Linked DNA regions of Mus musculus: regions 2, 3, 4 and 5 are each linked to region 1. Evidence: chromatin contacts called from public promoter capture Hi-C data. All regions are on one chromosome and are shown on one strand. The core of a region is the stretch at or near the end of the contact, and the rest is flanking DNA. Distances in the headings are between cores, read along the strand shown.

The links. Promoter capture Hi-C pulls out the DNA fragments that hold promoters and counts their contacts.
Region 2: a contact with region 1 is called in a promoter capture Hi-C map of hematopoietic stem and progenitor cells. The contact joins the promoter of Igtp here to the promoter of Trim58 in region 1. A contact is called at or near these places in 14 of 39 promoter capture datasets (the 3T3-L1 cell line, HPC-7-derived erythroid cells, cranial neural crest and 10 more), 16 of 484 Hi-C or Micro-C datasets (CD8 T cells, the G1E-ER4 cell line, the HL-1 cell line and 7 more) and 1 of 115 datasets of contacts at active chromatin or transcription factors (large pre-B cells).
Region 3: a contact with region 1 is called in a promoter capture Hi-C map of hematopoietic stem and progenitor cells, with 5 times the contacts expected there. The contact joins the promoter of 4930438A08Rik here to the promoter of Trim58 in region 1. A contact is called at or near these places in 14 of 39 promoter capture datasets (the 3T3-L1 cell line, the C10 cell line, cranial neural crest and 8 more), 6 of 484 Hi-C or Micro-C datasets (the AML12 cell line, the N1E-115 cell line, Th1 cells and 2 more) and 2 of 115 datasets of contacts at active chromatin or transcription factors (astrocytes and stem cell-derived neural progenitor cells).
Region 4: a promoter capture Hi-C map of the SN4741 cell line shows a contact between it and region 1, with 3 times the contacts expected there. The contact joins the promoter of Sh3bp5l here to the promoter of Trim58 in region 1. A contact is called at or near these places in 16 of 39 promoter capture datasets (the 3T3-L1 cell line, the C10 cell line, the HPC-7 cell line and 9 more), 1 of 15 datasets of contacts at CTCF or cohesin (embryonic stem cells), 9 of 484 Hi-C or Micro-C datasets (the Ba/F3 cell line, the G1E-ER4 cell line, the HL-1 cell line and 6 more), 21 of 115 datasets of contacts at active chromatin or transcription factors (the 230-238 cell line, the SCID.adh cell line, T-cell acute lymphoblastic leukemia and 11 more) and 5 of 9 other capture datasets (adipose tissue, embryonic stem cells, liver and 2 more).
Region 5: a promoter capture Hi-C map of embryonic stem cells shows a contact between it and region 1, with 9 times the contacts expected there. The contact joins the promoter of Lypd8 here to the promoter of Trim58 in region 1. A contact is called at or near these places in 21 of 39 promoter capture datasets (the 3T3-L1 cell line, 3T3-L1-derived adipocytes, the C10 cell line and 12 more), 25 of 484 Hi-C or Micro-C datasets (the Ba/F3 cell line, LSK cells, the P5424 cell line and 17 more), 5 of 115 datasets of contacts at active chromatin or transcription factors (embryonic stem cells, fetal liver and stem cell-derived neural progenitor cells) and 4 of 9 other capture datasets (adipose tissue, embryonic stem cells, liver and 1 more).

The regions. Positions count from the first base shown.
Region 1 is chr11:58,638,983-58,641,792 of GRCm38.p6, reverse strand. It overlaps Trim58 (tripartite motif-containing 58), which reads right to left and starts at 1,328. Exons shown (of 6, transcript NM_001039047.1): 1 at 909-1,328. The coding sequence starts at 1,325.
Region 2 is chr11:58,198,178-58,200,987 of GRCm38.p6, reverse strand. Igtp (interferon gamma induced GTPase) reads right to left here and starts at 1,432. Exons shown (of 3, transcript NM_018738.4): 1 at 1,209-1,432.
Region 3 is chr11:58,273,454-58,276,263 of GRCm38.p6, reverse strand. 4930438A08Rik (RIKEN cDNA 4930438A08 gene) reads right to left here and starts at 1,436. Exons shown (of 7, transcript NM_001374705.1): 1 at 1,177-1,436. The coding sequence starts at 1,204.
Region 4 is chr11:58,329,362-58,332,171 of GRCm38.p6, reverse strand. Sh3bp5l (SH3 binding domain protein 5 like) reads right to left here and starts at 1,465. Exons shown (of 7, transcript NM_024480.5): 1 at 1,380-1,465; 2 at 309-918. The coding sequence starts at 491. It also overlaps a transcript of Zfp672 not described here.
Region 5 is chr11:58,377,676-58,380,485 of GRCm38.p6, reverse strand. Lypd8 (LY6/PLAUR domain containing 8) reads right to left here and starts at 1,454. Exons shown (of 6, transcript NM_027339.2): 1 at 1,388-1,454.

The DNA of each region.
Region 1 (2,810 bases), core at 79-2,578:
GATAAGAGCTGAGCACAGTTTGCACAGGGCCCTAGGCAGCTGCAGCTGATTGGCCCAGAGGTCTAGACGATGTTTATTTGGCATTTAATCGAGGAAAACAAAAGCCCTACAGAATATTTGTAGAAAACAGTATCAGAAATGTATCGCTAGCCAAGGTCTGTGTGACATTTTCAGGACTTAAGCAGGTGGGATCATAATTTTTAAATCTGATTAGGAAATAACTGGTGCCCAAATTTTTACCAAGTTGAGGAAAGCAAGTGGTAAAATCAAGAGAGATTTTTCAACGAGTTGAGGAAAACACCTAATTTATAATTTTAGAGAAAATCAACCCAGCAAACATCTTAAGAAAGTTAGTGCTCTGTGCAACTCCGTGGTCAAGCTTGTCAAGGAAGGAAAACCACGCTGGTGTCCCTTGTGCTGGTTGTTCCGGAAGATGGAAACGTAAATGTTCTTAAAATGTGTCCAGCAACTTCAGAGGAAGATGAGTGAGCAAAGCAGCCTTCTGCCAATGCCCAGATAACACACACAGAGGCAAGAAGCAGTAGGAAACCCCTCCGAGTCTGTGCTCAGCAAAGGGAGTTTCCCACGTGCTACACCAGAGGCCCATTATAGTAGGAGGCAGGATTTAGCCTATGCCCAACCCCGGGGTTCCCAGGGGCGAAAGCCACCCCAGCTTCGGGGAATGTGAGCCAGTAAGAACGGGGAACGGGGAACGGGAACGGGGAACGGGGGCAGGGGGTGGGGGTTGGAGAGGGGAAGACCAGAGAAGGAAAGAGCTTGGGAGTTAATAGTTACTACTTATACAATAGCACCATTTGGCTCTGTATGGTACATGTCCCTTCACATTCCAAGGTCATCAGCCTCAGTGTTTTCCCTATTTCCACACGGGAACCTGAGCTGAGGCTCACCTGGTAGCGGCTGGCAGCCTCCTGCAGCGTCTCTGTGCGGTGGCTCCGGTGCTCAGGGCTGGTATCGCAGACCCAGCACAGCATCGTCTGGTCCTCTTCACAGAAGTGGCTCAGGTCCTCACCGTGCCTCGCACACTGACGCGACCCCGCGTGTCCCGTGCCCAGCCCCAGCTGCCGCACGCTGTCCACCAGGCTGGCCAGCTGCCGGTTGGGTCTGAAGCTGGCGGGCCTGAAGGGACCCCTGCACTGGGGACAGGCGTAGACGCCCTGAGCGCTGTCCGACTTCTCGCAGAACTCCGAGATGCACCGCAGACAGAAACTGTGGCCGCAGTCCACGCTGATGGGCTCCTGCAGGAAGTCCAGGCACACGGAGCACCGCGCCTCCTCCTGCAGTCGCTCCCCGGGTGCCGTGGCCATGGCCTTAGCTTGTGGCAGCAGCTCCTATTACCCTAGCGGTCTGCATAGAAGGAAGGAAACCCAAAAGCAGGGGAACAGGCCCTGAGGGTTTTATCGCCTGGGCTGGCCCGGATCCAGCAGCCAAAAAGAGCCACTCCTGGTGACAGCAACAAGTCCAATGACTGTCACCTCTTCAGAAACCCAGCAGCTCCTCTTCTGGTTTTTTGTTTTTTGTTTTTTTTTTTTTTTCCTATTCTTTCCTTCCCTATCTTTATTTTGAGTCTAATATAATGCAGCTTTTACGCCACCCTAACTCACATTTAGAGGCTATTGAAGCTTGCAGCATGATTTTGTAGTATGGGTGGAACCCAGCGCTTCACACAAGCCAAGCAAGTTCTACCACTGAGGAACACCCCCAGTCTCTTATTTTGGGATGGGAGATCTACCAATTTTGCCTAGGCTGGCCTTGAATTCACCTGTAGTCCAGGCTGTCTTTGAACTCACTCTGACACCTAGTCTGACTTGGAACACCCTATTCCTGGCTCAGCATCCCAAATAGCTGGAATGATAGGACTATACCATCAAGACCAACAAAGTTGCCTTCCCCAGTAATATTTATTTATTTATTTATTTATTTATTTATTTATTTATTTATTGCCCATAAGATGGCAAAGATGCTTGCCACTAAACCTGACCTGAATTTGACTCTCCAGACTCACATGGTTGAAAGAAATCTAACTGGCAAAAGTTGTTGTCTGGCTTCCATGTTGGAGTGGCAGCACACACACACACACACACACACACACACACACACACACACACACACTCACTCACTCACACAACCCACACAGGAAAAACCTCAAATGTAAGATTAACAAAAGTTCCCGGAATTTCCTGAAGCATGCAGACTTAGGGTTAGCTCTTGAGTCTATCTGTGCATATTACACATGAAGTTGGCTGGGGGTAGTTGCCCTGCTAGTAGGACAAAATCAGAAATAAGCCTGCCTCTTAGGAGTCCCTCATGCCACATCAGCCAATGTGGGGCACGCCTGCCCTCTTCCCCCACTATTACTGAATGGTACCATGAACTTCTGTTGTAATCACAAAAACAAAAACAAAAACAAAAAACACCCTTGGAAAAAATACTTATTTTTTCCTCAGTCTTTCTTTCTTGAGATTTTCTACTTTCAGAAATAAACTACCATACCACTGGAAGGACAGATGCGAGGATGACGTGTGTGGTAATGGCAGGTGGGCAGCCCAGCATGGATGAGAACAGTATAATAGGTGCCCTCCTGCCCGAGGAGGCCAGAGAGGGCACAGGATCCCCTGGAGCTAGAGTTTCAGATGCGTGTGAGCCACCTGCCATGGGTGTCAGGAACAGAACTCAGCCCTTCTGCAGGAGCAGCGAGTCCTCTTTGACCACCGAGTCACCTCTCCAGCCTCTGAAAGGAACAATTTCCAGTCCAGCCCATGAAAACTGCACTTGTTGACACAGGGAGGCTG
Region 2 (2,810 bases), core at 183-2,682, 440 kb after region 1:
CCTCTGCCTCCCAAGTGCTGGAATTAAAGGCGTGTGCCACCTTTTTATAGAGGTGTAAAACATAAATAAAAAGCCCCCGTGGACTGTTCAAGAAAAAAAAAAAACCAACAAAAAGAAAGACAAGGAAAGAAAAAAGAAAAGAAAGGAAGAAAGGAGAGAAGAAAGACATCTTGAATTATACAAAGCAGTTCCTGGTCACGCTTCTGGTTGATCTAAAGCTGACTACAATTCTCCATAAAGATCCAGATCTCTCTAAATACTCTGGGGAAAGGGGGGGAAAGAGATGCCTCAATGAAGAAAGCACTGGCCTCACAAGCAGGAGTTTGAACCCCTGGCATCCACATAAAAGCCAGTTTCAATACTCATGCCTAAAATACCCTAGCTGGAGAGGTGGAGGTCCAGAGGAGGATCCCAGAGGGCTTGCTGGCCAGCCAGTCAGTCTAGCCAAGAGGTTCACTGAGAGATTCTATTTCAATAAAATGAAATAAATTGGAGAGTGACTGAGGAAGACACCCTAATGTCAGCCTCTGGATTATACACACATACACACTGGCAAGCAGACACTCGGGCCCACACACAAATGCAATAGTCTCACACACACCTGCACAAAAAAGGTCACATACACAGTGGAAGTGGCAGCCCATTGGTTGCCTATGTTACTATGTTCCGTCGGGTTGCATTTTGTTATACTCTCTTCCAAAAGATTAAATTAAATGCTGGCAGATGAAGAACCAGCGTCTCCAAGGCAGATAGATAATGCCCAACAGAGTTAGACAAAAAGTTTCCTTATGAACCCAGCCTTCCAAGCCAGAGTTCTAGCCCCTGCGTGTCGCACATGGAGAACAGATGCACATTACACAATTCCAGAATGTTCCAATATTACCTGTGGGCTGTTCTGATCCTGGACTCTGGCCCCTGAGGGGTCATCGAAGTAGTGGCCAAGAGAATTTGAGTAAAATCCCACCTGTTTTCTCTTAACTAGGCTCCCTCAGAAGACCCACAAACCCAGGGATACCCAGGTAAAAAAAGAAGCACACTGCTTCTCTCTGGTGAATTGGAAGGACTTGATTCAGCCAGACACCATGCACTCCGATCCTGAAGACAGTGCAGGAGGGTGCCTGCTGCACAGGGTGCCCCAGAGGAACACCTGACCCCAGACTCCCCTGCCCTGAGCAGGTTTATAGGCCAAGCAGGAGCCCCTCACCTACCTGCTCAGAAGCCTTACAAAGCTGCAATCCAGGCTCAGGACGGTCAGGAGAGAGAGAAGTGTGGTGGGGCAGGGTCCTGTGGGGAAGAGCGATTAGAAGAGGCAGGAGCAGCTGAAGGGCAGCCTGAGCTCCTAGGTTTCCTCTCAGACCCTGCTCTATCTATGTTGGCCCAGATGTAAGTCCCCAACTTCTAGGCGTGAGCCCTGCCTGCCTCCTCCCCAAGGGGCGGGGCCTGATGCCCGAACAGCTTTCAGTTTCAGTTCCTAGAAATGGCTAGTTTTCGGGAGTTAGCACTCAGAGGCCACGTTCTTCTTCAAAGAGAGGGGTAACTGGGCCAGATTCCAGGTATAGAGGTCAGAAGTCTGCCCGTGAAGCCTGCCATTCAGACTTCGGTCAGAGCTGCCTTGTCTGACCCTGCTACCTCCTTTCCGGAGCCCCTCTTAATGATGGCACCATGTTGAGACCCAGCGAACTTGGTCCTTGGAGAACTACTCGCCCTTCATTGCTGCTCCTTGGGGCTTCTGTCGCTTCTCATTGTCTACTCGCTCCTTCCCGCCCACTCAGCTCAGGGGCAGAAATTCCACCTACTCTGCCCTGTTCCAATTCTGTCGTCTCCCCAGGATCAAAGTATGCGGCAGAATATGCCACCTTTAAGTGGTCTCCTTCTGCCCACCGGTTTCTCTTGAGTTCAGGAAAAATATTTAAAACAAAGCAAAACAAAAACCAAAAAATAAAAATAAACACTCTCCCCCCCTCCCCCTCCCCCCTCCCCCTCCCCCCTCTCCCCCTCCCCCTCTCCTTTTTTTTTTGTGTACAGTGATGCCCTGGACCACTGAGTGCCCAGGTAGAGGGGAATGGGCTAGTTTCCCTGTGTAATTGCTTAGCAGGGTAAGTGGCTGATGGGAAGTGTGTGCTCATTTGCACAGTCCATGCCCCCAGGGCTCCCCCCACCCCAGGCCATTTACTGACCTGGTCTTTCATTTTCACTCACTGTCCCTAACATCCTGACTCCCTCCCTCCCCCATCCCTCCCTTCAATAGGTGTGCATGTGCATGAGCCTCGGAGGTCGGAGCAGAGAGTTGGAACCCGTGCAACCGGAGTTACAGGACATTTCTCTGTATAGCTCTGACTGTCTTGGAACTCACTCTGTAGACCAGGCTGGCCTTGAGCTCAGAAATTCGCCTGCCTCTGCCTCCCAAGTGCTGGGATTAAAGGCGTGGCCACCTCTCCCGGCCTGGGCATCAGATCTTAATACAGATGGTTGTGAGCCACCATGTGGTTGCTGGGATTTGAATTCAGGACCTTCGGAAGAGCAGTCAGTGCTTTTACCTGCTAAGTCATCTCATTTTTAAGTGTCTCTGCCACCTGTGACTTCTCTCGCTCAGAAAATGACAGCAGGCAGCACTCTGCAAGATGCCCTTGCACAGGAGTGTTCCTGATCGATGAACTTGGTCAATAGATGATTGACAGGCTGGGGAGATGAAGTCAGTAAGGTGCTTACAGTGCACACACAGGGACCTGAGTTCAATCCTCCAGATCCCATGTCAAAAGTTAGACGTGGTGATATGTACTAGTAACTCCAGTACGGAGATAGGCTGATGG
Region 3 (2,810 bases), core at 187-2,686, 370 kb after region 1:
CTCAAATTTAAGATGGTCCTCTTGTCTCTGCCTCCCAAGTGCTGGGATTTTGGGTGTGCACCATGCCCAGCTTCTGTTTATTCTTTGATTGGGGGTCTGACAGCCAGGGTGGGGATCCCTCTGTAATGCTGTAATGGTGTTGGTGAAGGAGATGGCTGTCCTCAGAGTATTCCCAAGGCCTGAGTCTATTTATGTGAGTAGAGCCCACAAGAGTAAAGGAAGCACAAAAGCAGAATGAGGAACTGTGGGTCGGCGCTTAGGATGCTGGGGGCCTGCACTGGCCCCTGCCCTTGCAACATGACTTTCTCTTTCTGCACCTCTTGTGTCTGCCCCTGCACCTACCCCACAAGGCTGTGTGGGAATCGCCTGTGCCCTGCACACAGAAAGAGACCATGACCACTCAGAACCCTCGTTCCTCCTGTGGGAACTGCTCCCTGCCCTGCCCCTGGAGAGAGTCAGAGTCAGAGAAGGCTCAAGAGGTCATTATGTGGGTCAGGAGCCTGGCCCTACACTGCATGCACAGTACAGAAGCTCAAAAAACATCATGATGGACGGAGGGGGGATGGAGATTAAGCCTGCAGGGAAGAGAGGAGAGAGAGGATGGAAACCCAGGAGAACAAAGAGTTGCCTCTAAAGCAGCTGGGGTTAGGGGACACACAGCTCACACCATTTGTTCAGTCTCAGACCCAATTAGCACAGAGCACACCAAAAAAACGAAACAAAACAAAACAACAAACCCACACACATCACATATAACATACAGTGCACGTATGCCACATATTACATACATAACACACACAGCACACATGCATAACACAGCACATTACAGAAAATACACCACACATGCGCACACACACACACACACACACACACACACACACACACACACACACACACACGCCCTTCCTCCTTGAAGTGATTCTGGACCATCTCATTCCAAATGAAATAGCAGGAGAAATGGGACCATCCTGAGTTACTGAAGTGAGGACTCACCCCAGAAGAACTCTCACTATGCTGTACCCTGGTATCCAAAAGCTAGTCTTAGGATGTTGTGTCCAGGCAAAAGGGACCTGACACAGGCAGAGGGGGAAAGCACCCCCTTCTAGGGTGGCATACAAGCTAAGAGAGGTCATTTCCAGGATCTTCACTCTGGGAAAGAAGGCAAGGGGTTCATACCTAGAAGCCTGCCTGGGGCTGGTAGCATCCATGTCCACAGAGCCAGAGCTTGGGTAAGAGTTCGTAAGAGTTGTCAGAGTTGAGGAATGTGAGTGAAGGTCAGAGTTCCGGACAGGAAGTGGCCATCTGTACTCCTCTGTCATGAGCCCATGACTCTCAATGAAGATGAAGCTGGACTCCTTTGGCTTTTCCTTGCTTTCCAGGTCTGCTGACAAGCCAGAGAAGTTCGATGAAGAGAGTGGGATCATATGCTTCTGTGTGACATCCAGGGCAATGCTCTCATCCTGATGCAAGAAGAGGCATGGTGCAAGAGGGTGTGGCCATCAGTGGCTCAGCAGGACCTGGCACCTCTGGGTGGGGGTGGGTCCTCAGTTCTGCCATCATGAAGCCCAGCTCCTGGGCTCTGTGTCTTCATGTCCTACAGGGAGTGAACTCACACGACCTTGTGTGACTGTGGGCTGCCTCTGTCCCCAGCTTTGCACCTGTTCTTTCCCTTCTGAAAGCTGCATAAGGAGAGAAAGTTCCAGCATGACTAGCAGGTTTGAGGTGTCTCCTAAGAGAAGGCAGCACCTGAGAGTGCATGCTGGGTGGAGGGGCTACACCCTAACTCTGATCTCCACCTCCAATTGCCCCATCTCCCAGAGCTCTGCCTTCTCTGCCCTTTACACAGAGCTACCATCTCATGGCAGATGTTGAATTAGTAGCACTGGGGATACCTGACTCTTGTCTTTCTTTTAATTCATGTTATAATTGCTTTATATATATATTTAGTATAGAATAGAGTTTATTTGAGGACATGGGGAAGGGGGTTGAGAAGGGAGTAGAGGTAGAGAAAGAAAGAGGAAGAAGAAGAGGAGGAAGAAGAAGAAGAAGAAGAAGAAGAAAGCCAGCCAGGAACACATGGAGAGAGGGGGTGAGGAAGAAGAGGAGAGGGGGACAAAGGGATCAGAGAGAGAAGAGAGTCAGAAAGCTATAACAGCTTTTTAAAAATGTATTATTTTAGCCGGGCGTGGTGGCACATGCCTTTAATCCCAGCACTTGGGAAGCAGAGGCAGGTGGATTTCTGAGTTCGTAGGCCAGCCTGGTCTACAGAGTGAGTTCCAAGACAGCCAGGGCTACACAGAGAAACCCTGTCTCAAAAAAAAGTATTATTTTTTATTTATTCTTTCAAAATTTCATAGAACTATACAACTTTTATTACTGTGCCTTCCAGTGCCTCTGCCTGGCACTTCCTGGTGATCCCACTCTATCTCCCACCCACCTGCAGCTCTACCCTTTGTCGTTGTTATTAATGAGGTCCTGAATCCATGACTGCAGCCTACAAGTGCATAGATGTGTGCCCTAGGCATGAACAATGTACTGGTACCCATATCCCTAAAGGGGCATGACTTTTTCCTCCCTCAGCACCATCAACTGCCAAAAGTTCCTCCACCAGGGAGCCACTCCAATATTGACTCTCTTGATCTTGTGCCAGTCTTCTGCTGGCAACTCCCCCAGCTATGAGGTGTCACTCACACTCACCAGCTCTTGGATTCTTCCTACCTCCTCTTCCTCGATGTTCCCTGAGCCTTGGGTGGAAAGAGGCAAATTCAGATGATCCATCCACAGCTAAGCACTCACAGTTACTTACACTT
Region 4 (2,810 bases), core at 216-2,715, 310 kb after region 1:
CTGCCTCCCAGTCTCAGCCATCTCCTCTTGCCTCCAGGATATGTAAGATACCTGAGCTAGCAATCTTTTTGCTTATTCAGAAAGAAGAACAATGAGTGGTTCTATGCCCCAAGCACTCAGGCAGGGTCCCTGCTCTCCATCAGCACTTGTCACACTTGTCACACTGAACCGCCACGTTTTATGTACATGTCTGCTTCCCTTTCCCACCCCAGCCCACTGTGAGAGAGGAGTCTAAGGCCTCATTGATCCCACAGCTCTTCAGCAAGTCTGGCCTCTGGACTTCTGACCTCCTCCATCAGCCTTCTCACCTGTATCCTAGGATCCAGTTCCTCCTCCTCTCTAGGGGACAATTTGGTCTCACTGCTGTTGCTTCCACTTCCTCCAGGCTCCTCTGCGACCGGGCTCCTAGGGCCCTCATCCTCTACCACCTCTGACCGAAGTTCCCCCTGCGGAGTCTCCCGGCCCCCTGCAGCCTTTTTGAGATCAGCCATGCTGGCTGGAAGAGGGCAAAGCCCTATGCACAAGAGAGGGCTGGCATGCTGGGAGCAGGGCCCCAGTTTGAGGCTTCCTGGACTTTGGATGGAACAGAATAGGGCTTTCTCTTCTCAAAGGCCGAAGAGAAGCAGCACAGATGGGCCTCGCGTTCAGTTAGAGGCTGAGCTTCGAACTGCTGAGGAGGTCCTTATAACTAAAGCTTCGTCTGTGCAAAAGTTCTTCACACCTCACCACGGGGAGCCCACCAAGAGACCCCAGCGGCAACAGCTCCAACTCAAGGAGCAAAGGGGGCCTGGATCCTGGGCCGACGCCTGGGAAGAGGAGCACCATTCGGGAGGGTGGAGGCAAGCGCCTCCAGGCTGTGGTGGCAGATGGAGAGAAAGCTAAGTCCAAGCAGAGGGTGGGAGATGCGCCTCTGGGGAGCTGCAGGAGACACAAAGGTCAAGTTACATAGGATGTCAGCATCAGAACCTTGGCCAGCAGCCTCCTCCGCGTCCTGGGTCTCCCCAAGATACCACTGGTTTCCCAACACACACTCCCGAGATCCGACCAGTCCCCCACCTCAACTTCTTTCCTCCGGCCTCAAGGACTTTAGGTCCGACTCTGCTCGCGTCCCTGTTCCCTCCACAGTCCCTCCCCTTCCAAACTTCCCTCTGAGCCCCACCCTCTCTCCTCCACACCCTTTTTCTACCAAGCCCGTCCCCCTCGGTCCGGCTTTGCAATTCACCTTCTATCCCCCAACCTTGCCTCTCCAGCCCTGGGGGCCATCTGAGCCTCCAGGCTCCAAGCGCATACTCTTCCGCGGACCCAGCGTCTGAGTCCCAGCCATCCCATGTAACCAGGCGAAAAAAAAAATGCCCCTTCCCGGCTTTACCTCAGTTTACCTTGCTTTACGGGGAGCGTCTACGGAGCAAACAATCTTCCCCCTCCCTCCGCAACAAGACCGTCCAACCAAAAACGCCCTGGCAGAGAGGAAACGGAAATACGCCATCGCGTAAAAACGCTATTTTTTTTTTTCCTCTCTGACAAGTATTGCCCGATGTAAGCTCACGCTCGGCGTGCTAAACGTTCAGGGTCCGTACAAGATGGCGCTACTCTACATCCGACGTCGCCTTTCCTAGCTCCCAGTTCACCCGCCAACCAAGCCTAAATAAAATGAATGCATGAGTAAGAGTTGCTGAGGAAAACTACAGCAGGTGATGAAAATCGATAGTCCCTCCCAATTCGAGAAATGCTAGCAATAGTGTCGTACGCGGGAGCGGCCATCGTTGCTTTAGGAACAGAGGCGGGGCTAAGGACTGTCACTGCCTGGCGCGACCGGAGGTGATGCAACTTCCGGTTTCGGCTAGCTCCTATCTGGGTATTGCTAACAAAAACGAAGTCGTTTTTCAAAAGTGATTTTTTTTTTCCTTTTCTTTTCTTTTTTCTCGGTTCAGTGAATCCGGCGGACTCTAGGTCGAGACAGGTGGGTGAACCTCTCCCGACACCTGCAGCGGGCGCCATCTCTCCCGCTAAGTAGCCGGCCTCACGGGACGCCGGCTACCGCGTGAATGCAGAGGATCTCACTGTTAGCTCACTTTCCTAGAGTGGGAGGAGGAGGCTCGAACTTAGCCCAGTGAGCTCCCTGCTTCGTTCATGGGTGGTCTGGATACCAGTGCTATGTGTGGCTTGCAAGACGGACCGAAGCCATGGATGGGATGCAGGATGGATGCTTGCGTGGTACAAATGTCTGACGGCCTCGGGGCCCCAGGCTTTTTTTCTGGAGATGAAACACGTATCCGGGCCCAATTCTCTTCCCATTGGGTTCTGTTGAACATAGCCCGTGTTTAGTAAATCGGTAAAGAGTCTGTTTAGTCAAGAGCTGCCTTCCTATCTGTGAAGGAGTCTTTAGGTGTTTCTAGAGGCATGAGAATGGAGGAGGACGGGGTTCCACAGTCTGAAGTGAAAGGAATTCCAGAGCTGGTCCCTGTTAGGGTCCAGGAGTCGCCCCACAAACCACAGGAATATCAATCTCAGTCAGACAGGGATAGTGTATTGAATGCACACCCCACGGTCGGTAGACATAGCTTAGACTCTGGAACTGAATGCTACTATCATGAACTTCGTTTCAGGGTCAGTTTATATAGGCAGAAACCCATAATGAACTCACAAGCAATTGCGGGGAGGGCTTGTAGGGTTATTGGCCTTTTTCCAAGTTGTGTGTGTGTGTGTTTAAATAATTTAGACATAACAGTTCAAGTTGACTTCTATCTTGCTTAGCTCTGAGTGAAGTCTGCAATTGGGGAGTTTGCAAGAAGAACAGTCCTCAAAACATG
Region 5 (2,810 bases), core at 205-2,704, 260 kb after region 1:
GCCAAATGGGGCTCCTCGGGTTAATCCACTCGAGGTAGATAACGACACACCTGTCTATCGGTACAGGAACCACTGTTCGGATGCTCAGTAGCCACGGATGCTGAGCAGGTGCTCCCAGCCGGGGCAGGCAGAACTCTCCCATTCCATGGAGCACTCCTAACACCACACCCCTGCACCCGAAAAGTGCTACCACAAGCCAGGCTGGTGTCGCCGTGTTCCCCAGACATGCAACCACGAGGAATAGCAAAAGCAGCTCAGGCTCAAAGCAGGGCACATGCCAGGCTCTTCCTATGACAGCTGCCACAGGCTGAGGAAGAGCTGGCCTTTTCCAGGAAAAACAGCCCTTTTCCTGCTCCATCCTGTACGGCCGCTCAAACACACAGCCCGTCACACTGCGCACACAGCAGTGTGGCCTTCTGGTTGACTTATTAGAGACTAGGGAAAAAGAAAAGAAAACTAGCCTGGTCAGAGGGACAGGAGACCAACGCGTTTCCCCAGTGGCCATGAAGTTTAGAAACCCAAAAGACAGATAGCATATGTCTTGGTTAGAGTATGTGACATGCGAGCTCTGCATTGAACTACGTATTCATTCACATACCAAGGCACCTCTCCAGGCCTGGCACCTCAACAGCTGGGGAAAAGACTTCTCAAACCTAATTACTGGGAAGGGGGAGAGGAAGAGAGATAAAAGATGTGGGGAGAGGCAACCATAGAAGTACAGTCATAGCACAGATCACCTCAGCTCCACCACCAGCCTGATGGTGAGTGAGTCTTACCTCCAGACCCAGAGAATTCAGGACCTGGCTAGCAGACAGCAGAGAGGCAGAGCCTTGTGGCAATCCTGTAGTGGGACATGAGGCCTGTTAATCATTTCTATTGGCTGGAAGAACAAGGGTCTTAGGTAGCCCTGGCTAGCCTCAAACTAACTTTGTAATCCAGGATGACCTTTAACTTGTAATGCTCCTGCCTCTGTATCCTGAGTTCTGGGCTGACAGACATCCACCATACCCAGTCTCTGAGGCACTAGGGAAGGAACCCAGCACTTCCTGATTCTTAGGCATATACTCCACCACTTGAACTCCATCTCCGGGGCCCTTCCTGACTTGCAACATTCAGCAGTCAGGTAGCATGCTTCCCAAATTGCTGCCATTTGCCGGAGAAGCAGGAGCTCAAAGGCAATGTGCCACACAGACAACAGAATGCCATGCAAGCAACCTCCCTCTCCCAGCCTCAACCTCTGCCACAGCCTGCCCATCTGGATATCGGGACAGCAGTGGGCAACGCTGAACCTCAAGACCATCCTGAACAGTAGCCAGAGCAAGCCTGAGTGCCCTGAGTGCCCCACTCCCACCTCCAGGATGCAGGCTCCAACCTCAGAGTCCCTCACCTTCTGGGTCCAGCCAGGGACACTATCCGGAGGAAGATGGAACTTGGCAATGTGTTGGAGCAGGTGTGGAAAGAGGCCTTATATAGTAGGTGGCTGTATGCTCTAAAAGCCCAGCTGCCTTCTGGGGAGGGGCCTTTTTGTTAGCCAAGCCCCAGCTTAGGGCTGTTAGATGGTGCCCTGCCCAACTGTAGTGACCCTTAACCCTTGCCCCTGTGTAGGTGGTGTTCTTTCTGAGACTTGCAGGAATTGGAAGTACAAGCCTTCCCCTTAGTGTGTGAGAGAACACAGTGTGTTCCTACCATCTTCCAATGTCAGCTGTAGCCTACTGGCTCACTTCCATAACCTGGGACTGGCATTTCTGAGTAACAGCCTGATTTACAGTCGACTCCCAGTTCTGGCAAAATCCTCATTTATAGATGAGGAATCCCAGCTATGGACGGAGGGATGTAACAGGCTTTCCCATGGCAGGTCACAGGGCAGGGTGGGATGGATCACAGGAAGGCCACACCATACAGAAGAAAAGAGTCTCAAGTCTTTTTGGCAAATGACTTAACTGGACTCAGTTTCAGAATTTTTCCAGCCAAGTTAAAGCTAAGCGCACTGTGCAGCTGCATGGGATGATGAGTGGGCCAGGAAGGGAAAGTTACCCACAGCAGGCTCTCCCCGGGACCTCCAGCAGGAATGACTGCCTTCTCTAACAGCCAGGGTAGCTTCCTGAAAGAGAGAGAGAGAGAGAGAGAGAGAGAGAGAGAGAGAGAGAGAGAGAGAGAGAGAGAAACTCTGCCAAGAATGAAACTGATAAGTGTACCCACACCAATGCCCACACCCTGAATTCAAACTCAGAAGTTCTTTACTCTTAAAAATAAATATCTCTTAGCCTGCTACGGTGGTACCCACCTTTAATCCCAGAATTTGGAAGGCTGAGACAGGCAGATCTCTATTAGTTCAAGGCCAGCCTGGTCTACATAGCAAGCTCTGGGCCAGTCAAGGCTACATAATGAGAGCTTGTCTCAAAAATAATAAATAAAAATACCTCTGTTACCTATCCCAGCTCTTCTCTCTCTCTCTCTCTCTCTCTCTCTCTCTCTCTCTCTCTCTCTCTCCCTCTCTCTCTCTCTCTCTCTCTCTCTTCTCTACACACACACACACACACACACACACACACTTCCCTAGACACTCCTGGAACACCCTCCATATGTCAAGCTGGCTAGACATGTGGGAGGGTCTGTGACCTTTACTCTCCTGAAATGTTCTCTGAAGAGGAAGACAGAACATAAATAAATATTCAATCAAACAAAAGAGAGATTAAGATCGGGGTCAATGTATCACCCAATTGGGGGTGTGGGTCTGAGTTTTAAATAGAAACATCAGAATCACCTGGTAGAGAAGGCACAACCTGAGTCAGGTCTTGAAGTCTCAGCTG